2 separate regions of the Mus musculus genome follow, and region 2 is linked to region 1. The links are chromatin contacts, called in public Hi-C maps. All regions are on one chromosome and are shown on one strand. Each heading gives the region's core, a stretch centred on a gene start, on an enhancer-like site or on the middle of the called end of the contact. The rest is flanking DNA. Distances are from core to core; before and after follow the strand shown. Region 1 has its middle 120 kb from the start of 4930570E03Rik. Region 2 holds the start of Chodl (chondrolectin).

Evidence for each region. A called contact is a pair of places that touch in the nucleus more often than the background predicts.
Region 2: a contact with region 1 is called in a Hi-C map of muscle stem cells, with 2.5 times the contacts expected there. The contact joins the promoter of Chodl here to the enhancer-like site in region 1. A contact is called at or near these places in 1 of 39 promoter capture datasets (embryonic stem cells), 1 of 484 Hi-C or Micro-C datasets (muscle stem cells) and 3 of 9 other capture datasets (adipose tissue, liver and pancreatic islet).

Annotation. Positions count from the first base shown.
Region 1 is chr16:78,808,471-78,814,642 of GRCm38.p6, forward strand. No RefSeq gene overlaps it. Among named protein-coding and RNA genes, the nearest start is that of 4930570E03Rik, 120 kb to the left of the region's middle. Within about 2 kb of position 3,576, at least 1 of the 459 cell types and tissues checked has an H3K27ac peak or open chromatin away from gene starts, as enhancers often do. A contact at or near this core is called in muscle stem cells, where this site is marked.
Region 2 is chr16:78,927,993-78,934,164 of GRCm38.p6, forward strand. Chodl (chondrolectin) reads left to right here and starts at 2,956. Exons shown (of 6, transcript NM_139134.4): 1 at 2,956-3,455. The coding sequence starts at 3,377.

The DNA of each region.
Region 1 (6,172 bases), core at 2,326-4,825:
GAGGTGCTGAGAAGAAGGTATATCCTTTTGTTTTAGGATAAAATGTTCTGTAGATATGTTAAGTTCATTTGTTTCATCATTTCTGTTAGTTTCACTGTGTCCCTGTTTAGTTTCTTTTTCCATGATCTGTCTATTGGTGAAAGTGGTGTGTTAAAGTCTCCCACTATTATTGTGTGAGGTGCAATGTGTGCTTTGAGCTTTACTAAAGTTTCTTTAGTGAATGTGGCTGCCCTTGTATTTGGTCATAGATATTCATAATTGATAGATCCTCTTGGAGAATTTTACCTTTGATGAGTATGAAGTGCTTCTCCTTGTCTTTTTTGATACTTTGGGTTGGAAGTTGATTTTATTTGATATTAGAATGGCTAGTCCAGCTTGTTTATTTTCCATACCATTTGCTTGCAAAATTTTTTCCGGCCTTTCATTCTCAGGTAGTGACTATCTTTTTCTCTGAGATGAGTTTCCTGTAAGCAGCAAAATGTTGGGTCTTGTTTGTGTAGCCAGTTTGTTCATCTATGTCTTTTTATTGGGGAGTTGAGTTCATTGATATTAAGAGATATTAAGGAAAAGTAATTGTTGCTTCCTGTTTTTTTTTGTTAAAGTTGGCATTCTGTTCTTGTGGCTGTCTTCTTTTAGGTTTGTTGAGGGATTACCTTCTTGCTTTTTCTAGGGCGTGGTTTCCGTCCTTGTATTGATATTTTTCTGTTATTATCCTTTGAAGGGCTGGATTCGTGGAAAGAAAATGTGTGAATTTGGTTTTGTCATGGAATACTGTGGTTTCTCCATCTATGGTAATTGAAAATTTGGCTGGGTATAGTAGCCTGGGCTGGCATTTGTGTTCTCTCAGTGTCTGTATAACATCTGTCCAGGATGTTCTGGCTTTCATAGTATCTGGTGAAAAATATGGTGGAATTCTGATAGGCCTGCCTTTATATGTTACTTGACATTTTTCCCTTACTACTTTTAATATTCTATCTTTATTTAGTGCATTTGTTGTTCTGATCATTGTATGTTGGGAGGAATTTCTTTTCTGGTCCAGTCTATTTGGAGTTCTGTAAGCTTCTTGTATGTTCATGGGCATCTCTTTCTTTAGATTTGGGAAGTTTTCTTCTATAATTTTGTTGAAGATATTTGCCGGTTTTTTCATTATTATAATTATTTAAGTTTTTTTTTACAGTCCAGTCATTATCTCTCTCTCAGTCCACCTTCCAACTATTCCTCATCCCATTACTCCTGTTTCCAAGAGGATATCCCCAGCCCCCCACATCCCACTAGACTCCTCCCCCCCCCTTACTGGGACCTCATGTCTCTCGAGTGTTAAATGCATCTTCTCTCACTAAGGCCAGAGCAGTCCTCTGCTGTATATGTGCTGGGGGCCTCATAACAGCTGGTATATGCTTCCTGGTTGGTGGTTCAGTGTTTGAGATATCTCAGGGGTCCAGGTTAGTTGAGACTTCTGGTCTTCCTATGGGTTACCCTCTTCCTCAGCTTCTCCCAGCATTTCTCTAGTTCAAGCACAGGGTTCCCAGCTTCTATTCATTGGTTGAGTGTACGTATTTTCATCTGGCTCTTTCAGCTGCTTGTTGAGCCTCTTGGAGAGTAGCCATGCTAGGATCTTGTCTGTACGCACACCACAGACAGCATTAATAGTATCAGACCCTGGGGCCTCTCCTTGATCTGGATCCAAATCTCCCCTGTCATTGGACCTCCTTTCCCTCAGGCTCTTCTCCATTTTTGCCCCTTCAGTTCTTTTAGACAGGTATAATTATGGCTCAGATTTTTCACTATGGGATGGCAACCCTATCTTTCCACTTCATGCCTTGTCTTTCTGCTGGAGGTAGACTCTACAAAGTCATATATGATATTGAGAAAGAGAAAGTCAATAAACAGCATTGTAGGCATATGTCACTGAGTGAATGTCTGTATCCTTCATGTGCTGAAAATCTAACCCTCCAAGGTGATGGGATGTAGAGATGGGGTCTGAATGGTGATTAGGTCCTGAAATGGGTATAGATAAAATTAGTCAATTTGTAAGAAGAGACATAAGAGTTTCCTCTCTCCTCTTAGCCTCCATGGAAGACACAATGAAAACTGGTCATCTGCATGTAAGGAGAGAATACTTTCACCAGACCCAAGATGGCCTGGTAACTCGACTTTGCATTTAGACAATCTATGAGACATTGTAAAGAAGATAGGTTATAGAAGTATTCAAAGGGAGCATCTGTAAGACATGAAATCTATATATGAAAATATGCTGATATATATCATCTCATAGATACACTTTCAGAAATATATTAGCTATGACTCCTAAAATTAATTTATGTAAAATTATTTTTAATATTTTTGTGCTTGCTACTGATACTCTCATAAAATTTATTGTATATTTATTAGACTAAATCACTCTTCAAGTCTTTAGAAATCAAAGTACATTCTTTATCTACACAGCATGAGTCCACTTCATAGTTCACTATTGTACTTATTGAACTTATTTTTATATATTTTCTATAAATTTATATAATTATATGAATGTGTTTGAATACATTTAACAAACAAATAGGTTTTATTTCTTATTGGAATTTGTCCAGTGCTACTGAATACATATTCAATAGCAACAATATCTATTAAGTTTACTTAATTATAGAAAGAACATGATTGTGGTTTTATTTTAATAAAATTCTGCAGTATTAAACATATTAAGAGATATAATTTTATTATAATAAAATTTGATCTCTTTATTAATCACCAAATATCTGACAAAGGAATTTTTTAAAATCATGTGCCATCACTTTGTGGAATTGCTTTTGGTCTATTGCCCTGTTACTGCAATTGGAACCTGACATTTTCTATGACAAGCCTTATTAATTTATAGGAATTTTAGTCCTTCGCCTAGCATCTGTTCTAAACGCATTGCAGTAGAAGGGCCAAAGGGTTGGAAGGAAGTGTAGAAGGGAATAGTTTAATGCACTTAAGGAGAGAAAGTGATACTGCATAACCAGAGGAAATCCCGTGAATTTGAATAATAGACGGCAAGAATTCTTGAGTTCTTTAGAAAACTACTGTCCCCTTAATAAGACTTGACACCTGGAAGGGACTTTCACAGATATCTGGCATTACCTTACCTTCAACAGAACTTCAAATAAACCACTTTAGACACAAGGAGAAATGCATTAAAATCTCTCAGCAAGAGGATGTTCATTAAGAACTCCCATTGGGCCACTTATCCGTTGGGAAATTACATTCAGTTAAGTTTCTGATAATACAGAAATGGTGTGATCTTCCTGGAATGTGACTGATGAATGCCTGACAGTTATGTTGGATAGATGCATGTGCACGTGTGTTTTGTGTGTGTGTGTGTGTGTGTGTGTGCAATACCACCCTAGTATTCTCCACTTTGTTCACATGCCTGTGTCTCTCTGTAAAGATGTGTAAGAGCAAATCCTAAGAGAATGTATCCTCTCTCTCCCTTTATGCTGAGCTCACTTTATCTGTAGAAGCCAGAAGCCCACAAGCTTCTGGTGTGTCTCCTGTCCTGACCTCATGTTTACCTACTAAGCCATCTCTTCACGCATGCTTTGAAAGAAAATGCATTAGGATGGTGCTCACAAGAAGTGTCTCTGCGGACTATTTTCCTTCAGCAGAGTGAGGAAGATCAGAGAGAAAAATGATATCTATGTACTAATCAGCACCCTAGCCCAGCTTAGTTTCTGTTTTAAGAGATTAAATCTATGGATGATGATATATAATACAAGTATTTACTTAATGCCTGTCAATTTTAGTCTCCTTATTTGGAAAACAGTAATACTACCCCTGTTAGAAGGTTATTTGAATGGCTAAATTGATTTTTGTTCCATGTCAGGAACATAACAGAAGTGATTATCAACTGTCTTTGGCTTTTGTTATTATCCCTGATACACTTCCACCCCTATGGTGCTGGTAGGGCTGACTCTATGTTCTCTATGCCTTTGTGTGTGACTAGAGCAGTTCTTGCACACCGAAACAGAATGAGATGCTTTGTGCGTCAAATAGAGGCTATGGTGGATCTACATGGATAAAAAGCAGCTTGAGAAAGTCGCTGTGTCCACAAGGCTGAATCCTGGGAACTAGCAGCCCACCCTTAGAATGGAGATGAAATCTGTCAGAGGGGCATAGCGCAAGTGCCCTAATGGATTGGCCATAGTGACAGGTGTTGGCCAGTCTCTCTGAAAAGAATCTGTTCCTCAAATTAGCTAAAGAGAACATCAAGTTCAGTTCTGAGAAGACACATGGTGTTGCTCCCAGACTCCAGCTTAGCAAAGGCTTGGCTATTACTTGAGTTACACAAATACAACTTGCTTCACAGAGAATGTTGCTTATCTCTTGTTTTCAGGTTATGATTATTCTGTTTTAATTGACACATACTAATCATGGAATATATTTACATAATATGTAGTATAATAATTTAATGCATGCCTATGATGTTCTGTATGTGCATGTGTGTGTGTGTGAAAAAGTGGGCATGTATATCCATGACACATGAGTGGAAGTCATAGGGAAAGCTCTGCTATCAGTCTTTATTTTCCGATAGTTTTGATTCAGGGTCTCTCTTTTATTTGATTGTCCCATGTACACCAGGGTACTTGGTCCATAACCTTCCAGGGGATTTCCTTTCTCTGCTTCTCAACTTGATGTAGCATAGAGATTACAGATGTGCACCATCTCATGTGGCTTTATGCAGGTTCTGAGGGTTTGAACCCAAGACCTTACATTTGTTCAGCAAATGCTTTACCCACCAAGCTATCTCTCCAGCCCTGCCTAAAATATTTTATATGCTTAATATATCTTTCAAGTGTAAAGACAGGTTGAGATTGTGTAATTTTTTTGTTTTTTTTTAAATTAGGTATTTTCTTCATTTACATTTCCAATGCTATCCAAAAGTCCCTCCATACCCTCTCCGTCCATTCCCTTCCCCGCCCCCTCCCACTTCTTGGCCCTGTCGTTCCCCTGTACTGAGGCATATAAAGTTTGCAAGACCGATGGGCCTCTCTTTCCAATGATGGTTATGCCGGGGCCTAGCAAACACAGAGGTTGTATAATTTTTATTGATCATTTTATTTATTTACATTTCAAATGTTGTCCCCCTTCCTGGTCTCCCCTTATTAAACCTCCATGCCATTCTCCTTCCCATTTGACTCTAAAGGGGTGCTCCTCCACCTACCAACCTACTCCAGCCTCACCGTTCTTATATCCTCCTATGCCGGGGCATCAAGCCTCTATAGGACCAAAGGCCTCTCCTCCCACTGATACCAGATAAGGCAATCCTCTGCTACATATGTAGCTGGAGTCATGGACCCATTCATGTATACTTTTTGGTTGGTGGTTTAGTCCCTGGAAGTTTGGCAAGGTGGGGGTGGGGGTTTCTATTTGTTGTTCTTCCTATGGGGTTGCAATCCCCTTCAGCTCCTTCAGTTTTCCCCTTAACTCTTCTATTGGGGTCCCCAGGCTCAGTTCAAATGCTTGGCTGTGAGTATCTGCATCTGTCTTAGTCAGATGCTGGCAGAACCTCTCAGATGACAGCCATACTAGGCTTCTATCGAGGAGCACTTCTTGGCATTAGCAATAGTGTCTGCAGATGGGATGAATTGCAAGGTGGGACAGTCTCGGGATGACCTTTCCTTCTGTCTCTCATCCATTTTGTTTTCCCTACATTTCCATATGTGTTCTTTTGGGTCTTGGTTACCTCACACAGGATGATATCCATCGATTTGCCTGGAAATTTCATGAAGTCATAGTTTTTAGTAGCTGAGTTGCACTCCATTGTGTAAATGGAGCACTTTTTTTTTTAATCCATTCTTCTGTTGAGGGACATCTGGGTTCTTTCCAGCTTCTGGCTATTATAAATAAAGCTGCTATGAACCTAGTGGGGCATGTGTCCTTATTACATGTTGGAGCATCTTCTGGGTATATGCCCAGGAGTGGTATAGCAGCATCCTCAGGAAATACTAAGTCCAATTTTCTCAGGAACTGCCAGACTGATTTCCAGAGTGATTGTACCAGCTTGCAATTCCACCAACAATGGAGAAGTGTTCCTCTTTCTTCACATCCTTGCTAGTATCTGCTGTCACCTGAGTTTTTCATCTTAGCCATTCTGACTAGAGTGAACTGGAATCTCAGGGTCATTTTGATATGTATTTCT
Region 2 (6,172 bases), core at 1,706-4,205, 120 kb after region 1:
TTGATATATATCTTCCATTATGTTATATAGATTATATAATATAACAGATGTATGTAATCTATATGATAAAATTCTTGTAGTGCTCTTTATAGAAAATACTTACTTTTTAAAAATACCTAAGCCAGGCTCCATTAAGTTGGTGGTAAGCCACCCAGATGTTTTTAGTGGTAGAGAAACAAACAAACAAACAAACAAATGTTGATTTTTGTCTGCCAATCCCTTTTAAAATGCCAAATCAAAAATGAATAAGAATACAGGATTGTATTTCCCTTAATATGTTAGCTACGAGGAACACTGCTGGACCAGTAAGTCAATGGCTGACTCAATTGCATTGGTGTTATTCTTGCATGAAAGATAAAAACCCATGAAACCCTACTGAGGATGTAGTTATGGCTGTCATTTGGATTTAACCAAGTACTAAATATATAGTATAGTTCTCCTTTCCATCATTGCTGATTTCAAGTGTATTATGTCTTAGGTGTCAGAAACACAGCTAAGAGATGTCTGGTGTTCATGATACAATTTGCAGGGTTCTCTTCCCAAAGAAGGGTCATTTCATAAGAGAGCTGGGTGATGCCAGTGTCTGGGAGAAGGGTGGCATGATAGAGGAAAAGGCCTTCACCTGGATTCTTTCTACAGGCATTAATAAAACACATATTCATCAGCCAATGCGGATGACCGCAGGTATAACTTAAAACTTAATTCTTGCTTCTTCCATATCGTGTGATGCTTCACTTACCCTTCTGCTCTACCTTGCTTTATACGGTGGCTGCTATCATCTCTTCCTCTCTCCATGCTGAATTCTGAGCTCATGTCAGACAGCTTTCTGACCAAAGCTGCAGACAATGGTTCTCACGGACATGGTTTTCAGGGCCACACTACAAACCCAGGACCTATGGGACTTTTTACATTTCTCATCTCTTATTCAAAAATCTCAATAGAATCTTCTCCTTGAGGACATAAACTAGTGGTAAAAATAATAGACTCACTATCAAATCCATATTTATCAATTGCCCATGGCCCTACAGTAGGATAGTTCATTCACAGTCAATAAAAAGAACAGAAAAAGTGTATATAGATCTATATCTAAATCTAATCTCTATCTAATCTATATCTCTATCTATCCATCACACACACACACACACACACACACACACACACACACACACACACACAATTAGAATTCTACTTTAATTAGTAAAGTGTATTTAGTAGTTAAGAATCTCCCAATTGCTGAAGCATCTGATTCTGTGAGACTGGTCCTGATTGTGGCCATACATACTGCCTTTTTTCCAAGAAAATGATCCATCAGTGTCCTCATTTCATATGAAAACCAAAGACAGTTAGACCTTGGAGGAAAGTGTGCTGCCCATTAAAATATGAAATGATCCTATTTAAGAAATCTTGGTGCATTTAAGCAATATAATGGGGTCTGAGGAAATGGCTCAGCAGTTAAAGCCCTTGGCACTTAAACAAAAGGATAAGAGTTAGGATCCCCAGAACCCACACAAATGCCATGTGGCTGTGGTGTCCCTCCAGCAATCTAGCCTCTGAAGTTGAAGATGGGGTCATTAAGCAATCGGGCTAAGGAGACAGGTCATATGGATCATAAGATCTTGTTTCACTGTGAGACTCACCCATCAATGAATAAGATGGAAAGAAGGGAGATTCCTGAATGCACCTTTGGGCCTCAACACACACACACAGACACACACAGACACACACAGACACACAGACACACACACAGACACACACACACACACACATACACAAAATCACACACAAACACACACACACACAAAATCACACACATACAATCGCATACACACACAAACACACACACATACATACACACACATACACACACCCCCACAATCACATACTTGTACACATAAAAAACCTAATTAATTAATTATAAATTATAATGAAAAGCAACATAACAAAAAAACTTTCCTGTTTTACAGAAGCTGATCCTAAGAACATTTTCAGGTTTCCTATTATGGACTATGTGTAAACTGTCATTATGAGAACTCTCACGAACATCTCTGACTCCATAAAAATGGTAAGCCAGCCATTGGACTGTTACAGAAGAGTGGGTCAGGTTTGGAAAGGCACATACATATTCCTTAAAGTGAGACTTACTTTTTTGTTTGTTTATTTGTTTGTTTGTTTGGTTGGTTGGTTGGTTTTTTGAGACAGGGTTTCTCTGTATAGCCCTGGCTGTCCTGGAACTCACTTTGTAGACCAGGCTGGCTTACTTTTAATGGAATCCATAGACCACTGATGGATACGTTCAGAGAAATACACTCATTTTGCATTCGTGAAGTTCTCAACAATTCAGATTATTTATTTTGCCTGGACTTTCCCCCCTTGGAGTTGCAAACACTGAGACTGAAATTAGTCGGGGGGGGGGCTTGTTTCCAAGATTCTTTTCAAATTACTTCTATGGCAATTTAGTCAAGCAACCTGCTTGGAAATAATCTATTTGCAGAACCTAGGTGGGGAAAAAGCTGCCACATTATATAATTCACTGAGCAGGTTTTGGCTTCCACTCTGCCAATCCATCTTAAATAGTGGCTAGTGCCCCGCATCTCACCATACATATGATCAAGCAATTTAGCAGAAAAAGAGAAAGGCCCTGAAACTTGGCATCCTCGTGGACATTTATCTCCGAGAAAACCAAATGGAGCCAACTTTTGCCCGAGTTTAATAGCAAAGCTGTCACATTTTACACAAATGAGTATTGAAGTCTGTTGGCAAATGGGAAGGGGGTGGGGACCGGGAGTGGAGGAGGAGGGACTGCTGACTGGACTCTTTTCAAAGTGGCTCCGGCTTTTAGGGGAGGGGCCAGATGCTCCACTTGGCAGGAGGGACGAAGTAGTTAAAATGATTACTAGCTAGGGGTTGGAACCCCAGGCTCTGGGCATATATAAGAGAGTGCCGCCAGCGCAGAGCGGCTGTTGCTGCTGTTGCTGCTGCTGTTGCTGCTGTTGAAGCCACTACCAGGACACACCAGCTCAGTCCCTTAGAACACAGAGACCTGAGAAGGAAGGGAAGGCAGCTGCTTAGGTTTGCGTTAGAACTCCCGTTTCACCTTTCCAACAGATACAGACAGAGGAACTCATAACACTGTCCCCTGCTCCCAGACACGCCCACGGTGTCCTGCACTCCAGCCCAGTGCGGCACGGGGCAGCCTGGCAGAAGGTCCTCCCTAAAGGCGATGCTTACAGGCATCCTAGCTGCTGCGCTGGGAAGGAGGGAGTAGGACCCAGCAGGAAAGCAAGGAAGCTGCTGGTGAGAGCCACCGGCGGTGGCCGCGCTGCGGGAAGACCTCGTCTTTCCTTCACTGGACACCTGCTGCAGAAGGCTCGCCAGGATGATCCGCATCGCCTCACTCTTGCTGGGAGCTGCGCTGCTCTGTGCCCAGGGAGCCTTTGCCCGAAGGGTGGTCAGTGGTGAGTCAGAGCAGCATAAAACAAGGGACTTGGGATTCTGGGGCGGTATGGAGTACTCTGCACTAGGTTGGGGACTCCTTATAGACTTGGAAAACAGTACTTAGTAGGCGTCCAGAGAGAAGGTGGAAAACCTGTTATTCTTTCCTTTCACCTTCTCCCTGCATAACAGAAAAGTTTCCTTTTTTTTGGAGTGCCTTTTTCTATAGTTGGGGAGCAAGCTTAAGCTAAATATGGAACAGCTCTGTCTCTTCAGGGCAAGAGTCTCTAGTTTATTTGGAAGCAGGTGAGTGGAACACAGGCAGACAGGACTGGGGCACCTGTGAGAGGGGTGTGGTAGAGCCTGGTTGACCAAGCTTGGACATTGAGCAGCTGCTGTGGCATGAACGCCACCTCCTGTTGGTCTGGCTCTAGTCCAGCCAGGGTGCTCACAAGGATGGTTTCTGAGACCAGACCAGTCCAGATGTCTGAGTTTGCAGCCTTTGTTCTCAGGAGGACTGAAGAAGAACAGGGGAGAGCTACTGCCCTGTCGCCTTCGCTTTTGGACTTAATTTCAAAATTAGAACACTCAGGAAACACCTCTTGGAGCTGGGTGGAGGTTTGCTTTGAGATGTTTGTGGTGATGAATTTGGATTTGCTCAAACAACAGGTGCACAATTAAGTCTCTCAAATCAGTGAAAGGTCAAATTTGCAAAACTTCCTTGCTTTGTCTCTTGATTCCCGCTCCCATCCGCACACACAGCCCCGGTGCTCAATGTCATCCACACTGTATCCATCTTCTTCTCTTAGTTTGGGAAAAATCTTTTAAGGCTTTTCTGTGTTTGAGGCAAATGTGAACAGCACCGCACACGGCAGCTGGACAGTCACCCATCGAGAAAGCTCTTGCTATGCTCATCAAACTGTTGGAGTGCGTTTGTTGAATGTTGCTTCTAACATATAAGGCCAACGTGGTTCCTCTGAAAGCTTATCCATCTGTACAGTAGGTGTCACTGATAAAAAGGTTGATGACAGTAACTTAATGGGTTCGGAAAACAGACCTTTAGGATCTAGCATATTAAGGTTGCCTCCAATTTTCTCCTCAGCAGATATTTCACTCAGTCAGATACAATTCAGTCTCCTATAGCTATTTACAGGGTGTTCAAAGCCTATGAGTTAATGTCCCTTTTCTTCCTTATTTAGCAGAAGATAAAGAACTGCATGGAGATCTATCTGGTGGATCAAACTATTTCACGACCTTTGTTTGAGTTTTATATGCAAATAAAACGAATAGCAAAAAAAAATGTACTTTGAACTTATGACACTTTAAAAGCAAATAGAAGCATTTAACTAACTTAAATAATGATTCTTTGTTCTCTTCTTATTTAAATACATTAAAGTTTTGGGGATGGAGAGATATTCAAAGTAGAAAATAGAACTCAAGTGCTTTGTTGATGAAAAGTTTAATTTCCAATATAGTTCTACACAAATTATTCCAAATTTTTGGCTAGTTTTTTTTTTTTTTTTTTTTTTTTTTGGCAATTCATAGGCATCTTGAAGGTGGCATCTGGAAAATTTCTAAGTAACTGATCATGATTTATTTGATTTAGCATAAATAATGATGTTGACTTGAGATTAAAACAATTACTTAGATATGTCTTTCTTATGGATAATTTGATTTTTTCACATTGAAATTTATCCATCTATAAACTGATTTCTGAGTCATAGGATTTGATTAATTCTAGCTGTTATTGGCTGAGCAGAGAGCCGTCTAAAATCTGTTATTTTTGGAGCAATGTTTCCTAACATGTCCACTGTCTGCCTGTTGATATTTTTTCTGAATGGTGTAGCAACTATTTTATGCCACTAGGGACTGGTTACCAAGTCTGATGAGAATTGAGACAGCGTCTCTGCTTTCCACTATTTGGAACATACTTAGAACACATGGAAAATTATTTCTACTTATTACATTTTGGGACAAAAAGGTATAATTACTGTGCAATATCAAATAATCATGTACCCACCATGACCTCAAGAGACAGACACTGACAAACTAAATCTCTGGATATGTTTTTCATATTTCAAAAAAAAATCAACAAAATACATTATAATCCTTTAAGCACACCATTTTAAGGATAAAATATTTTAGGGATAAATACATTTTGAGCAGCTTCACTATCAGCTGATCTACAAAAGATTTAATAGTATCTGATGTAATAAGGCAGTACACAGACACTAATCGTTGTATTTACTGAATTTATGGTTCATGGGAAACTAATTTGAGGATTTGAATTGTATGGTGATTTCTTACTCCACACAGATGTGTGGAGAACATCTGTTGCATCTATTTAAACACTCGGTTCAGAAAGTCACTAGCTGCTGATATTTTTCTTATGACAACTTCTTAAGATTTTTCCGTATGGTATCATATGAAAAAGGGGGATTAAACTTTGAGGTCTCTAGTTTGGAAGACTATGTTTGGAAGCAAGTGACATTTTCAAAAGATTTGTTATTTTAACAAACTTTTTGTTTCTCTTTTAGAGTTGAGAGCACTGGTCTTCCACGCCCTCATGCTGTGATGTGGCATTACCATGTTTCAGGTGTCCCTTACATTTCTCGAGAACTCTCTTACACATGCAGCTTTAACTCTGCTACAGTGGAGATGCACTTTATTGTAAAGGCGGAGTGGAAGCAGACCGTTAGGAACAAGGGTATTAAGCCTTATACTGACGTCAGCAATTCAT